Linked DNA regions of Danio rerio: region 1 is linked to region 2. The links are chromatin contacts, called in public Hi-C maps. All regions are on one chromosome and are shown on one strand. Each heading gives the region's core, a stretch centred on a gene start, on an enhancer-like site or on the middle of the called end of the contact. The rest is flanking DNA. Distances are from core to core; before and after follow the strand shown. Region 1 overlaps pbx4 (pre-B-cell leukemia transcription factor 4). Region 2 holds the start of LOC137489850.

Evidence for each region. Hi-C and Micro-C count contacts between places; a contact is called where the count stands out from the background.
Region 1: a contact with region 2 is called in a Hi-C map of embryo, with 2.8 times the contacts expected there. The contact joins the enhancer-like site here to the promoter of LOC137489850 in region 2. A contact is called at or near these places in 6 of 18 Hi-C or Micro-C datasets (caudal fin, embryo, gastrula embryo and 1 more) and 1 of 4 datasets of contacts at active chromatin or transcription factors (caudal fin).

The regions. Positions count from the first base shown.
Region 1 is chr3:55,574,791-55,581,118 of GRCz12tu, reverse strand. The region is part of intron 2 of pbx4 (pre-B-cell leukemia transcription factor 4); the gene reads right to left. Among named protein-coding and RNA genes, the nearest start is that of pbx4, 42 kb to the right of the region's middle. Within about 2 kb of position 1,493, at least 45 of the 62 cell types and tissues checked have an H3K27ac peak or open chromatin away from gene starts, as enhancers often do. A contact at or near this core is called in caudal fin, where this site is marked.
Region 2 is chr3:55,495,424-55,502,639 of GRCz12tu, reverse strand. It overlaps LOC137489850, which reads left to right and starts at 1,350. Exons shown (of 4, transcript XM_073945057.1): 1 at 1,350-3,496; 2 at 4,479-4,610; 3 at 4,756-4,826; 4 at 5,055-7,071. The coding sequence starts at 3,355. The coding sequence ends at 6,284. All of the region lies in intron 2 of dsn1 (DSN1 component of MIS12 kinetochore complex), which reads right to left.

The DNA of each region.
Region 1 (6,328 bases), core at 244-2,743, 78 kb before region 2:
CTCTTGGGCGTCACGGTGATGCAGTGGGTAGCATGTTCGCCTCACAGCAAGAAGGTTGCTGGTTCGAGCCTTGGCTGGGTCAGTTGGCGTTTCTGTGTGGAGTTTGCACGTTCTAACTGTGTTTGTGTGGGTTTCCTTTGGGTGCTCTGGTTTTCCCCACAGGTCCAAAGCTAAATTGATTGTAGTTTTCTTTTAAAGAAAATTAATCTTTTCAAGGCAGCATTTATTTTATTATATATATATATATATATATATATATATATATATATATATATATATATATATATATATATAAATATATATATATATATATAAATATATATATATATATATATATATAAATATAAATATATATATATATATATATATATATATATATATATATATATATATATATATATATATATATATGTGTGTGTGTGTGTGTGTGTGTGTGTTTAAAAACAACTACATGTTTATAGCAAGAAACAGAGTTCTTCTTTGTGAGAGCTCACACACACATACATGCACACAAGAACTCTTTCCCCTCTCTCTAAAAGCTGGATATAGTTTTTACAAATTAAAAGGGACAGCTACACTATAAAATCCACAAAGCTAAGGTAACTCAAACTGTTTAAGGAAACCGTTTGCTACAAACCATTTAAGTAAAAAAAAACTACTAATCTATATGTGAACTTACTCCATGTAATGTATGTAATGTAATTACCTTACAGTCAATTTTGAGTGAACTACACTCATTTCATTTGATAAAGTTGACTGTTGGGTTTTACAGTGGACCTAAAAAAAAGTAAATTCAATCATCCTTGTGTTTAAAAAGACAAACAAAAACTTTGTTTGGGATACTTTGCAACATGTCTCGGCTTCTACATTTCTATTTTGCAAAAAAATAAATAAATAAAGCGGATGAATCATCCAAACCTCTTTTACTTGTTTTGTAAAAATCTTTTTGTATTGTATTGAGGTCTCATTCAGTGAAATGATTTCTTTACTTGATGAACTTGACTCAAGAAAAGAAAAGAAAAGTCAGTCTTCTGGATTAAAATCAATGAGTCAACTCTTAGGATTACTCAACAGAGGGCATCTTTCTCAAAAGAAAATCTCTCCTGACTCAATGATTCAGCTCTGAACACTCCTGTGAAAGCACAGACTCCAGCAGTGCATCGAGTTTTGTTTTGTTTGCGAACTTTCGACCACAAACGGTGCAAATAAAGGGCCATTTGTTGTGTGTGTTGTGTGTGTGGATGTTCTGTCTGTACCATCCCCGCAGAAATCAAAGCTGTATTTCCAATCCTCCCTTTAACTGATAACACATTTCACCCTCCCCCAATCACGCTGGCCTCCGCTCCCCCCCTTTCGCTCCTTTCTGAAAAGTTTTTTCTCTTCGCCTTGGCAAGCGGTGTTTTTTTTTTCGTGTTCTCTCTTGCCCCTTCAGGGTCCCTCTTCTCTCTCCTCTCTCTGTGAGTCACATTCCAGCTCTGGTTTCTCCCCCTCTCTGAGCTCAGGAATGCAGCAGACCCAGCCGAATGAACTAATGACCCCGATTCACCAGCCCTCCCTCGCTTTACCTCGCGAAAAACTCACCAAAGTCAAGCAGAAAAAGGAGGAACTCTACACTACAAGTTTCCAGTCAAAGTGATTTCAGTCGCAGGACTGTTACTGAAACTAACACATTCAGTTGTTTACATACATTTCACAGGGAGAACAGAGAACACGCTGCATATGATTTCAAGTCTTCATATGACTGTGCTTACACTTACACAGGGTTTATGAAACATCTTTATTGAAGCCACTGGACTATTTTACAAGCTAGTAATTACATTTATAGAACAAAAGAGTGAAAAATAATGGTCATGCAGAACTACAGACCTTTATCTATAAAGAACAACTATAGAAACTGTTCATCTTAACAAAAAGCCGTCATGATTGCTAGCCTCATGCACCTGTCAGTCAGTCAACATCTCACCATAAAGGGTTAAACAAATAACGCACAGCGCTACTACGGTTACAGAAAAGTTTGTTCTGTTATAATTCACTTACCTTTTAATATGTTTTGGTGCAGTTATAACCAGCTATTAAAAAAAAACAACAACAACAACTAAATCTTTTAAATGAGTAGCTGTAATGTAGCCATGGCGGGATGAAATTTGGTGTGGTGCATGGACGAACGAATGTAGCGGAAACCATAAATGACGATACTAACATTTACAAACTAAAGTATCACCGGCAGTGTTTTCATAGTACATCATAGTACCGGTAAACAGTGCAACCCTAACCTACAATAAATAATGTTGCATGTGGAAAAGTGACTAAAATGCTCACATAGTTGTGCAAAAATAGACCATTTTATTGTGTTATTCTGTGGAGCCCTTAAAAGGTTGCAAAACTGTGAATTCGAGCCTTTTATTATAGCCTATTGCATGCTTTCTAACGCTTCAGCTCGAATGCACATCTGAACTGGTTAATTTCTGTTCCTGTTAATATGATTTAGCAGCTGCGACAACCGCGACAATCTCTTAAAAAGAATGACTCAAAGTGAATTTTTGAACTACTTTGGATTGTTACCTGATCAGACTGAAAAAATAAACAAAAATTAAAAGCCAAAAATAGCAACAGGAAACAACATAAATTTCTAAACATTTTATGTAGCCTAATTTTGTTGTAAAAATGTTTTTTTTTATAACAAATTTAATTTGGTATAATTTGTATCTCTATCTAAATAATTATAATAAAGTAGATTAAAAACAGTTAAACTAATCTGTTGTTGTTGTTTTTTTTACATTTTCTAATAAACCTGTGAACCATGTAATTCATTCTATTGATTATTTTAATAATTATATTACAGTTGTTAGAATGAATGTGAAGACATTCGTCACTGGTTTGTTTTATGCAAAGTATTATCGTTTTGGAGTGATTGAAGTGGATTTAAGACAAGTGGTAATTTGCAACTAAAGGACGTTATTTGTTATTTCAAAAATCAAAACAAGTTGTAAGAAGCCACTGTGAACTTTCTTATACTTGTTTGGAAATTTTACTTCACAAACAGAGGTACCTTGAAAAATCTTTTTTTTTAATTATGTAAAATACAACTTTTAATTAAATCACTTAGATTAATTGATAAAAAGAAATGTGTGTCTTTGAGTAAATATTAGATCTTTCATGCTACTTGAATTATTTTTTTATTGCAATAATATATTTTTAAACAGATTTTCTGTTTATCTAATGTGAGTATTGTGTAAAATAACTGTTCTCTTTTACTGTATTTAAGTTGTATTATACAGTTTCTTGGAGTTAAAAAAAAAAGAGTCAATCAACTACAGTTATGTACTATATGGTTAATAGCATCAGGGTTAATGTTAGGTTTAGGTTTATTATCATTTGTTGTTATAATAAAACAAGGACAATTTTATTGTGTAATGAGTATATGCTTGCATATACAGTAATAAACCTGAATTGTAAAAAATATATATACAATTAAGGTCAGAATTATTACCCCCCTAGTAAATCTAGCAAAATATCTAGTAAAATATTATTTATTTAGATCAGGGCAAAGATAAAATAAATGATTTTTTAAAGCATTATGTTTAGAAATTTGCTCAAAAAAAAAAAAAAATCTGCTCTCCTTAAAACAGAAATTGGGGGGAAAATAAACAGGGGGGCTAATCATTCGGACTTCAACTGTATTACAGTTTATTCTAAGCATAACCACAAGAGGCACTAAAGAGCAGTGTCCTTATTCATGCCACCTATTTAGGAAGAGCAACAGTTTAAAAACCCAAGCCGGAGAACAATAGTAATACTCTTAATACGTTTATAGCAAGCTAATTACTGTGACTATTATCAGGTGAAACGGCACATTTAATATGGCACCACACTGATTTTAGTGCCACTTCAACAACAAGAGCTTGTCGCCTGCCTGCAAAGTGTTGAGAATGTGTCAAGCCTAAACTTAAAACAACACTTCTGCTGTCCTGTTATCCAGACTCACCGTGTGGTTGTTTGTGTGGTGTGTGTGTGTGTGTAGGGTGAGGGGAGGGCTGTTGTTTTTACGACCACAGCCCCACAATCAATAGAGTGAAATTTACCACCTCCCCAAAGAGTATCACCCACAATATCCATTAAGAGCCGCCTCCAGCCCAATCCCTCAAGCATACAGCCTTTTCTTCAGCCTAATTATCTCAATTAAGCTGTGATTACTGATAATTACACAAATGACCAGCAACATTTGGAGCTGCATGATATGGGCCCCTTGGAATATCATAACACCCTTCAGAAGTGTCAATTTATTCCTAGTCTTGATTTCGAAACTTATGTTAATGAATCATAGTGGTTTTTGTCGATGATCATTTTTGTAATTGTCATTTTAATGATGAAAGTCGACATTACTGAAAATATCACGCACTTTGCAAAACGTTAAAGAAAAAAAAAACATGTCTTAGGGCTACAAAAATCACTAACTGGTCAAAACAAATCTATTATTTTACATCAATAATAAAAAAATTATATCAATTATAAAATTACCATATTATTCAAAATATGAAAGTAAATATACCTCTGCACTGTGAAAAATAGACTACAAAAAGCCATGACAACAACTGTTTTTGCTACTTTAACTTATTTTATTAAGTTAATGAGTTAGCTTTGAATTTTTAGTTTGAGTAATGCAAGTTGGGGTGACCAAATAATTTTTTTCATTTAACAACAAAGCTGTGTGGTTTTCTTTTTACAGTGTGTATGCTTTTCTTAAAAGGATTATTCATAAGGTTTTAACGCTTTACTTCAGGCCTCAATTCATGATATTAACAAACCATTAACTAATTATCTAATAATTAATAGCAATGTAGAAGTATTAGGTAGGATTAGGGATGTCGATTAAGATGATGCTTAATAAATAATAATAATAGTAATCTTAATCATAATAATAATTAATTTAGGCTTTCTGTCAGTTTTCCGATTGGTTTTAAAATCCTCATGCTTGCGTATAAGGCCTTGAATAGTCTAGCACCACAATATTTAAAAAAACTGCTCAGTCAAAAAAAATCTGTTAAAATCTATGGTTAAAATCTATGGGGGACCGGGCATTCTTCATGGCACCTAAATTGTGGAACTCTTTACCCTCCGATATTCACAATGCAGAATCCCTAAGTACTTTTTAATCTTTTTTTTACTTAGTATGTAAGGGGAGAACTATTTTTAGATCTATTAGTATTATATGTATGCATTTAATTATTTTTTCATTAGTACATTTTTTCTTTGATTCAACCTTGTACGCATCTTTTACTGCTGCACATTTTTATGTCTGCAAAGTGCCTTGAGATGCTACTTTTAAAGGTGCTATATTAAGTTTATTATTATTATTAAAAAGGGTGAGTAATTAAAATAAAAATAACATGGTTTCTGCAGGTTACCAAGTTAAATATAAGACCTTTTAAAACATCTTTAAGAGCATTTTGAATAAAATTTTAGACTTATACAAGGGCTAAATCCTAAGGGTTTTATTAAAATATATTAGTTGTAAAAGATTTTTACTTGCCTTATAAAACAATGATTATAATTCTAAACATTTAATAATACAAAAATAATAACTTAATAATAAAAAATATAGGTCAGGGCAGTATTCTTAGTAGTAAATAAATGAAGAACTTTTAAACAAATGTTCCTGTAAGCACAGTAAATAAATGCTATTTTTAAACAACAAGTTAAAAGTTTTATTGAGATTTGTTGGTGATTGTATGGGTGTTAATAGCCAGATTGGGTTGCTGAACGAAAACAAAGTAAAATGAAGTACAAATACAAAACTTCAGTAAATTCAAGATTCTGTAGGGCCTAAAATGTAGCTTTTGAGTTAAGACACTTTAAGACTTTAAGACCCCTTGGATATCCTGAATAATATTGGCTATAATCATAAACGCAGGGAAAAGCCAGTAGTCAATAGCGTGAGTTGTAACAAACTAAAGTCTCTCAGTTTAGACTGTTTTACGAAACAGTTAAGTAATGTCACACAAGCGAGAGCGCCATTTTCCTGAATATATGTTTATGAACACGATTGCAACAGTGATAAATGTATCACAATATATATATATACATACATAAATACATGCATACATACATACAGTTTATAGTCAATTATTATTAGTATATTATTATTATAGTCAATTATTATTAGTATATTATTAGCCCCTTTAAGGAATATACATTTTCGGTAAACTACAAAACAATCGTTATACAATAACTTGCCTAATTACCCTAACCTGCCTAGTAAACCTAATTAACCTAGTTAAGCCTTTAAATGTCACTTAGCTGTATAGAAGTGTCTTGAAAAAGATCTAGT
Region 2 (7,216 bases), core at 101-2,600:
AAAAAATAGTAGTAGTAAAAAAAGATGATATTTATATATAATAATTAAATAAAATATTAACAATACAGCATATTATTTAATATATCACATTAATATTCAATATATTATATTATTATTCAACATATCATATTTTTCATAAAAATCAATACAAACATAGATCAGAATAAACTACATTTAACAATCAACATTTTAGGATAAAACAGTAATAAAAACAATAATAATCAGTATATTTACAATGATTAATTTATAATCACCTAGGTGTGTGTGTGTTTCTGCCGGCGCATCACTGATGTTTTTTTGGTCTGCTCTCTCTTTTTGTGACAAGCATTAATGTATTGGGCCGCTAGAAGGACACACTTATTTTTATTCTCTCTCTCTCTCTCTTTTATATATATATATATATATATATATATATATATATATATATATATATATATATATATATATATATATTTAATGTCCTGCTACATTTATTATTCATAATTTAAAACCTTTGAACCTTTAAAAACCAATTAATACATACATTAGATTTATTTTGTTAATATATGATCAAATCTAAAATTTTATGCAGTTCATACATTTTACTTTTAACACTCTGTACACAAAAATCAATTTCAGCAGCATTCATTTAAAATAAAATCTTTTGTAACATTAGAAACGTCTTTAAAATGGCAAATCATATAATGTGTGCTTGAGAAGTTTTTCTAAACAAACAAACAAAAAATTCTGAACAACTAAATCACAGGAATCTAATCGATTTTCAAATATATTCACATAGAAAAAAAAGTATCTGAATACTAATTCCTAGTATAACTGTTTTTATTCTATTGTGCCAATTTGAACCAACTAGTACCAATTGAGCATTATGTCAATGCCTCAGACTGGTTTCCTGAACATGACAATGAGTTTACTGTACTCAAATGGCCTCCAATAGTGGACCTTTGGGATATGATGGAAAGGGAGATTCACATCATGGATGTGCAGCTGACAAATCTGCAGCAACTTAGTGATTCTATCATGTCAATATGGACCAAAATCTCTAAGGAATATTTCCAGTACCTTGTTGAATCTATGCCGCGAAGAATTAAGGCAGTTCGGAAGGCGAATTAAGGTGTACCTAATAAAGTGGCCAGTGAATATATACTGTATTATGTGACTAAATAATTTTGGATTTATGTTTTTCCCTCTAATTATCATTTTGCTTTTTTCATTATTTCCATCTAAGGTTTGTTTAAAGTTTATTTTATTCCCATTATTAAAGTCAAAATACTTATATGATGCAAAAAACACAATACACACACACACACACACACACACACACACACACACACACACACACACACACACACACACACACACACACACACACACACACACACACACACACACACACACACACACACACACACACACACAGACACACACATATATATATATGGATGGTATTACTACAAACCATCTGAATAAATAAACCATTGTGTATTGTATTTTTATTTATTATTCTTAATATTTTTTTCCATTATCTTTTAATAATCATATCAGTTTTTCTTATTTGCGTACTTATTAAAACTAAGTGTGTGTAGGTATATATTCTATATATGTATTACAAAATCACTTTAAGATTGTACTCATTGTTTATGTATTCTGCAATACTTTGGCAATACTTAACAGCTTTGACTAGCTCTTTTGATTTGAATTCATTTAAAATTAATAATGATTTCAATAAGGAAATGTATTTAATGTGATTTTATTGTAGTAAAAAGTTACCTTTCTCTGTCTGCACCATAACAAAAGCCCTCATTATTTCAGCGTTTCTGCAGGTTTCATCAAGTCAAATTTAAGACATTTTAAGGTAATTTTAAGACCATTATGAATGAGATTTTAGATCATACATGTCTAAACACTAATGGTTTTCGGTTAATGGCCTGGTTAGACCAATGAAATTGAAAAAGGAACACATGTAGTTATTTCTTTACCACATATTTTAATGTGTCAAAACTAGAAAACTCTAGTTTGCATCTTATCCAGTTACTATGACCATTTATGTGAAGCTGCTTTGACACAATCTACATTGTAAAAGCGTTATACAAATAAAGCTGAATTGAATTGAATAGTTGTGTAGATTTTTTTCAACAAGCCTCTTTTTTAATTACAAGTTTAACATTGTTAAAAGTATATTTATTATGAAGAAAACAACACAAAAAATGCAAAAATATATATTGTTTGGATTTGGTCCAAATTGATTGAGTATAACTCTTATTCTAATGCGCTTCTGTTATAAACCCTTAAGTTTCATGCCTATTTATAAACTTTATGTTGTCCACTCACACTTTCTTATGTAAATAATTTGATTGTAAATGGAAGATTATGTAAAGGGATATAAAAATGATCAATTATAACAATAATACACTATTCCTAAAAGTTTAGCATGTTTAGCATTATCTGCAGATTAAAAAATCATTCTGGCTATACTTTAGCAAATGAAGTTATTTTGTATTTCATTTTTTGATCACTCAGTGTTACCAACTCAACTATTTTTGATTCACATTTTGAATATATGTTGCCTGCGCTTTTGCACACATTTGTTCTGCCTCTTACGGCCTGATTCTGAATTATTTTCTTGATTTTCATTTGTTAAACTATATTTTCTGTTCAAAGGTAATTATTTACATTTAGTTTTGATTTTTGTTTTTCTGCGAGTTGATGTTGCACTCCTACACTAATGACTATATTATTTATTTCTTATGGAAATGGCATGTATATTTGCGGCATGTCTAGCTGGATGGATCACATTGAAGCGGAATACTTTAAATTCATTTATTAGATATTATTTCAGTCAATATATGTCAGTTTTGTTGTTTGAGTTTCACAAAAAACTCTCAGGTTTCATTTGTTGTGCTTCTTTGTCTACAGTTACAGCAATTTCTAACTGATTATCTATTTAAGACAGCTTTTGTCCCTTAGATCAATTTATTTAGCTATTTTTTCATTTATTTTATGTCATTTGCACATTTGCAGTCATTTGAGTTTAAAAGAAAACATTTCTTAGTCTTATGTCTTGTTACCATAGTGACATGTTCTGAGAATAGAACGCATTCCAAAAGTGTACTTGAAGCCCTGCATCATCGGAGAATATCTTGTGAGTTTGTTGAAGTGGAGTAGTACAGGTGTGTTTTTGGCTGTTAAGTGTTAAAAAACTTGCGTTCCGAGAGTTTTGAGACCGTCTCAGCCATTGAACATCTTTCGTTTGAGTGATTCACGGTGCAAGACCGAAATCCTCATCCTATTCCAGCTAGCAAACCCCAAGTTTTTGAGTGGTTACAGGTGAAAGACTGAAACCCTGTACCGAATTATATGATGGTTGAACAGATTTCTGATCTCCCCACAACATCAGCTGCTAAAATGGAGGAAGACGAAGTTCCCAAAGCCTGCAAGATCTCCCAGAGCCAAAGAAAAGTGAAGCAGCTCAAAGAAAGGCCAAGAAATGGCACTAATAGTGAGTCTTATTTACATTGTGCTATCCAATATCCAGTGTTTTCCTGACATAATAATATACTTACTATTAAAAATAATGTTTGTACAGGATAATAGACAGCTGGTTAAACTGCTGGCTAGCATTGCATTCACGTGCATCTTAATGCAACATTTTGGGTAAAATGATAATGTATTTCATTTTCAGCTTTTCTGATACAACTTTAGTCTAAAATCCTTTAGTAAAATGAGATATGCACACAGACTTTTCATTTTCAGCCGACAGCCCGATGGCTTTCGTTTAACTGTCTTTCCATTACAAAATCACCACATTTAAGATCTGTTTTCTTTAAAAATATGTGATCTTCACTGACTAATATATATTTGATATAAAGTGGGTCTCAGACCGGACAAGAATCACTGCATTAAATTACATTTAAAATAAACATGAAAATTTATTTTAGCTCAGTATTTTAAATTTTAAGAGTTTCTGCGCTAGCCTGCTGGTACTGACGGTGCTAGCGGTTCCATACAATAGACTATCGTCTCGTTTTATGCTTGAACAACTAAACGAATGCTTAGGTTAATTTAACTGATTGTAATTTATTTACATCACGATGTTTATAAAATGTTAAATAATCACAGAAACCTTTAATCCGAAATTTAATGTTGGCTGAAAAACTCTAGCTGTGCAATATACCCCAGTATTCAGTTTTCTATTTTAAAAAAGTGCACTGAACATGTAGTTTTTATATCGTTTGGTGCATTGATCATTTGTGTAGGCAGTTTTATATAACATGAAAATAATAAAATATTATAGTCAATACAATAAATAATAATAAAATACAAAAGTGTAGCAAATCCATGGCAAACTTGTGGTAACCTTGGTTTAGCTACAATAACTTTTTAAAATGGTTATATATTGGGGTTTTTGTTTTTGGTGAATGTTCGTTTTAAATTTTTCTCAACAAGTGTGTAAAGATGTGCAATCATTTCTCTTTTAACAGATGAGAAGGAGAAAGTGAAAGAAAAGAGAAAGAAGAGAAAGAAGAGCAAGGTTGCTTCTTTCATCAGAGCTGCTCTACGATGGTTCTGCTTCTGTCCTCGTAATGAGCCGTTCACACTTTCCTCATCTGATGGTAAATGATGGTTTTTGCATCTCAATATTTTCTAGTGTATAATCTCATTAATAAACTGTATTTTTACTCCCCTTTATCTGGAGTTTAACGTCTCCTTGAAAATGACTTTGTACTATGTGCAAACTGCAATCATTTGTCTTAACAGATTCTGAACATGAGATCTACGAAAAGATGATTGTGGAAGAGGAAGAAGTGAAGGAGATAATGCAGGAGGAAGTGGTGGAGAAGAAAGAGGAGGTGATGGAAGAGGAGGAGGTGGTGGACAAAGAGAAAGATAACACAAAGCAAGAAAAGACAAATGAGGAGGAGGAGGAGAAAAGTGGGGAGGAGAAGGTGGTGGAGAAAAAGGAAGAGAAGGAGATAATGCAGAATGAGATTGTGGTGGAGAAGAAGGAGCAGATGATGAAAAAGAAGAAGGTGGTGGTGATGGTGGTGGTGGTGGAGATGGTGGAGACAAATAAAAAAATAAAGAAAGATACCAGCACCCAACTAACAGAGGAGGAGAAGGTGGTGGAGAAAAAGGAAGAAGAGAAAGAGATAATGAGGAAGGAAGAGGTGGAGAAGGAGGAGGAGGTGATGAAAGAGGAGAAGGTGGTGGTGGAGAAAAAGAAAAGAAAGAAAGATACCAGAACCCGACTGTCAGAGGAGGAGTTCTGGAGAAGGAAAATGGAAGAGGAGAAGGTGGTGGAGAAAAAGGAAGAAGAGAAAGAGATGATGCAGAAGGAAGAGGTGTTGGAGAAGGAGGAGGAGGTGATGAAAGAGGAGAAGGTGGTGGTGGAGAAAAAGAAAAGGAAAGATACCAGCACCCGACTGTCAGAGAAGGAGTTCTGGAGAAGGAAAATTATCGCCAGAAGGCTATCTGCGGCAAAGTTTCTGTTTGAGCAAATAAAGGAGGAGGAGGAGGACAAGATGAAAGCTGAGGAGGAGAAAAATGAGGAGGAAATAAAATACATTGGAAAGGAGGAGGAGGAAGAGGAGGAGGAGGAGAAGCTGAAGAAAAGGAGAAGGAGAAGGCGGCCAAGGAAAAACTGCAAGGTAGAAGAGGAGGAGACGGAAGGAAAGGAAAGTGAGGAAGTGGAGAATCACATTGAGGAGAAAGAGCAAATGAATGACATTGAAAAGGAGGAGGAGGTGAAGAAAAAGAGAAGGAGGAGGCGGCCAAGAAAAAACTGCATGTTGGAAGAAGTGGAGGAGATGGAAGGAAAGGAAAGTGAGGACGTAGAGAATCACATTGAGGAGAAAGAGCAAATGAATGACATTGAAAAGGAGGAGGAGGAGGAGGTGAAGAAAAAGAGAAGGAGGAGGCGGCCAAGAAAAAACTGCATGTTGGAAGAAGTGGAGGAGATAGAAGGAAAGGAAAGTGAGGACGTAGAGAATCACATTGAGGAGAAAGAGCAAATGAATGACATTGAAAAGGAGGAGGAGGAGGTGAAGAGAAAGAGGAGGCGGCGGCCAAGAAAAAACTGCAAGGTGGAAGAAGTGGAGGAGATAGAAGGAAAGGAAAGTGAGGAGGTGGAGAATCACATTGAGGAGAAAGAGCAAATGAATGACATTGAAAAGGAGGAGGAGGAGGTGGTGAAGAAAAGGAGAAGGAGAAGGCGGCCAAGAAAAAGTAACAGTATGAACGAGGAAGACAAAGAACAAAGTAGAGGAGTAGAGACATACTGTATGTGAAGGAGGAGGGTGAACAACATTGTACAACATCAATAAAAATGTGTTTTGTACAATACTGTATGTGCTGTGTGTTGTGTTCATCTGCTTAATTCTCTGTTTCAAAAGTATTGAATTTTGTTTGTTTAAAGAAAATGTTGATTTATATTTAGATTTAACATATATATGTAACAAAATAGTTTTGTGTAGTTTAGTTTCTATGTATGTGTGTATCACATATACAAAACAAATATATATAATACACACACATATATAATGTCAGACTTATATTTTGCATGTAATTAATCTGCCCAGCGCTAATACAGTAAACCTACAGATCCTGGAGTCTGACCTTTAAGAATTATATTGCGATTCAGATTTCTTGTTTAGAATTGTTAAAGTCGAATAATTCAGAGAATTGCTATCTTTCCGAGGCAGAAACAAGCTTCAATAGAAACCACAAACAAATCCATGAAAAATCTCATCACATCTTCAAACGATGAAAATCCATTAATAATCTATTCAATTAGACTTCTATCTAATTCTAACTTAATGAACTCTTAGTTTACTTTACCATCAAGACTAAAGACTTTTAGTGCAGGTCTCTAGTCGCTCCATTTCTATTACCCTACAGTTGCACAAACTGACATTATGAATTGAAAATATGTCCATTGGAAATGTTTAATTAGCAAAAACTGCCACTCTCACACAAACACACACACACACACACACACACACACACACACACACACACACACACACACACACACACACACACACACACACACACACACACACAAACACAAACACACACTTCAGACTTGCAAGAGGTGGTTTTTCAGGCAATTCAAAAAAGCTATTTATCCGCTAAAGAATAGAAAAAAAAAAGTTTTAGCTGCACTGCAAAAAATGTAATGACAAAAAGTCAAGACAACAAATATTTTGATGTTGCTTTA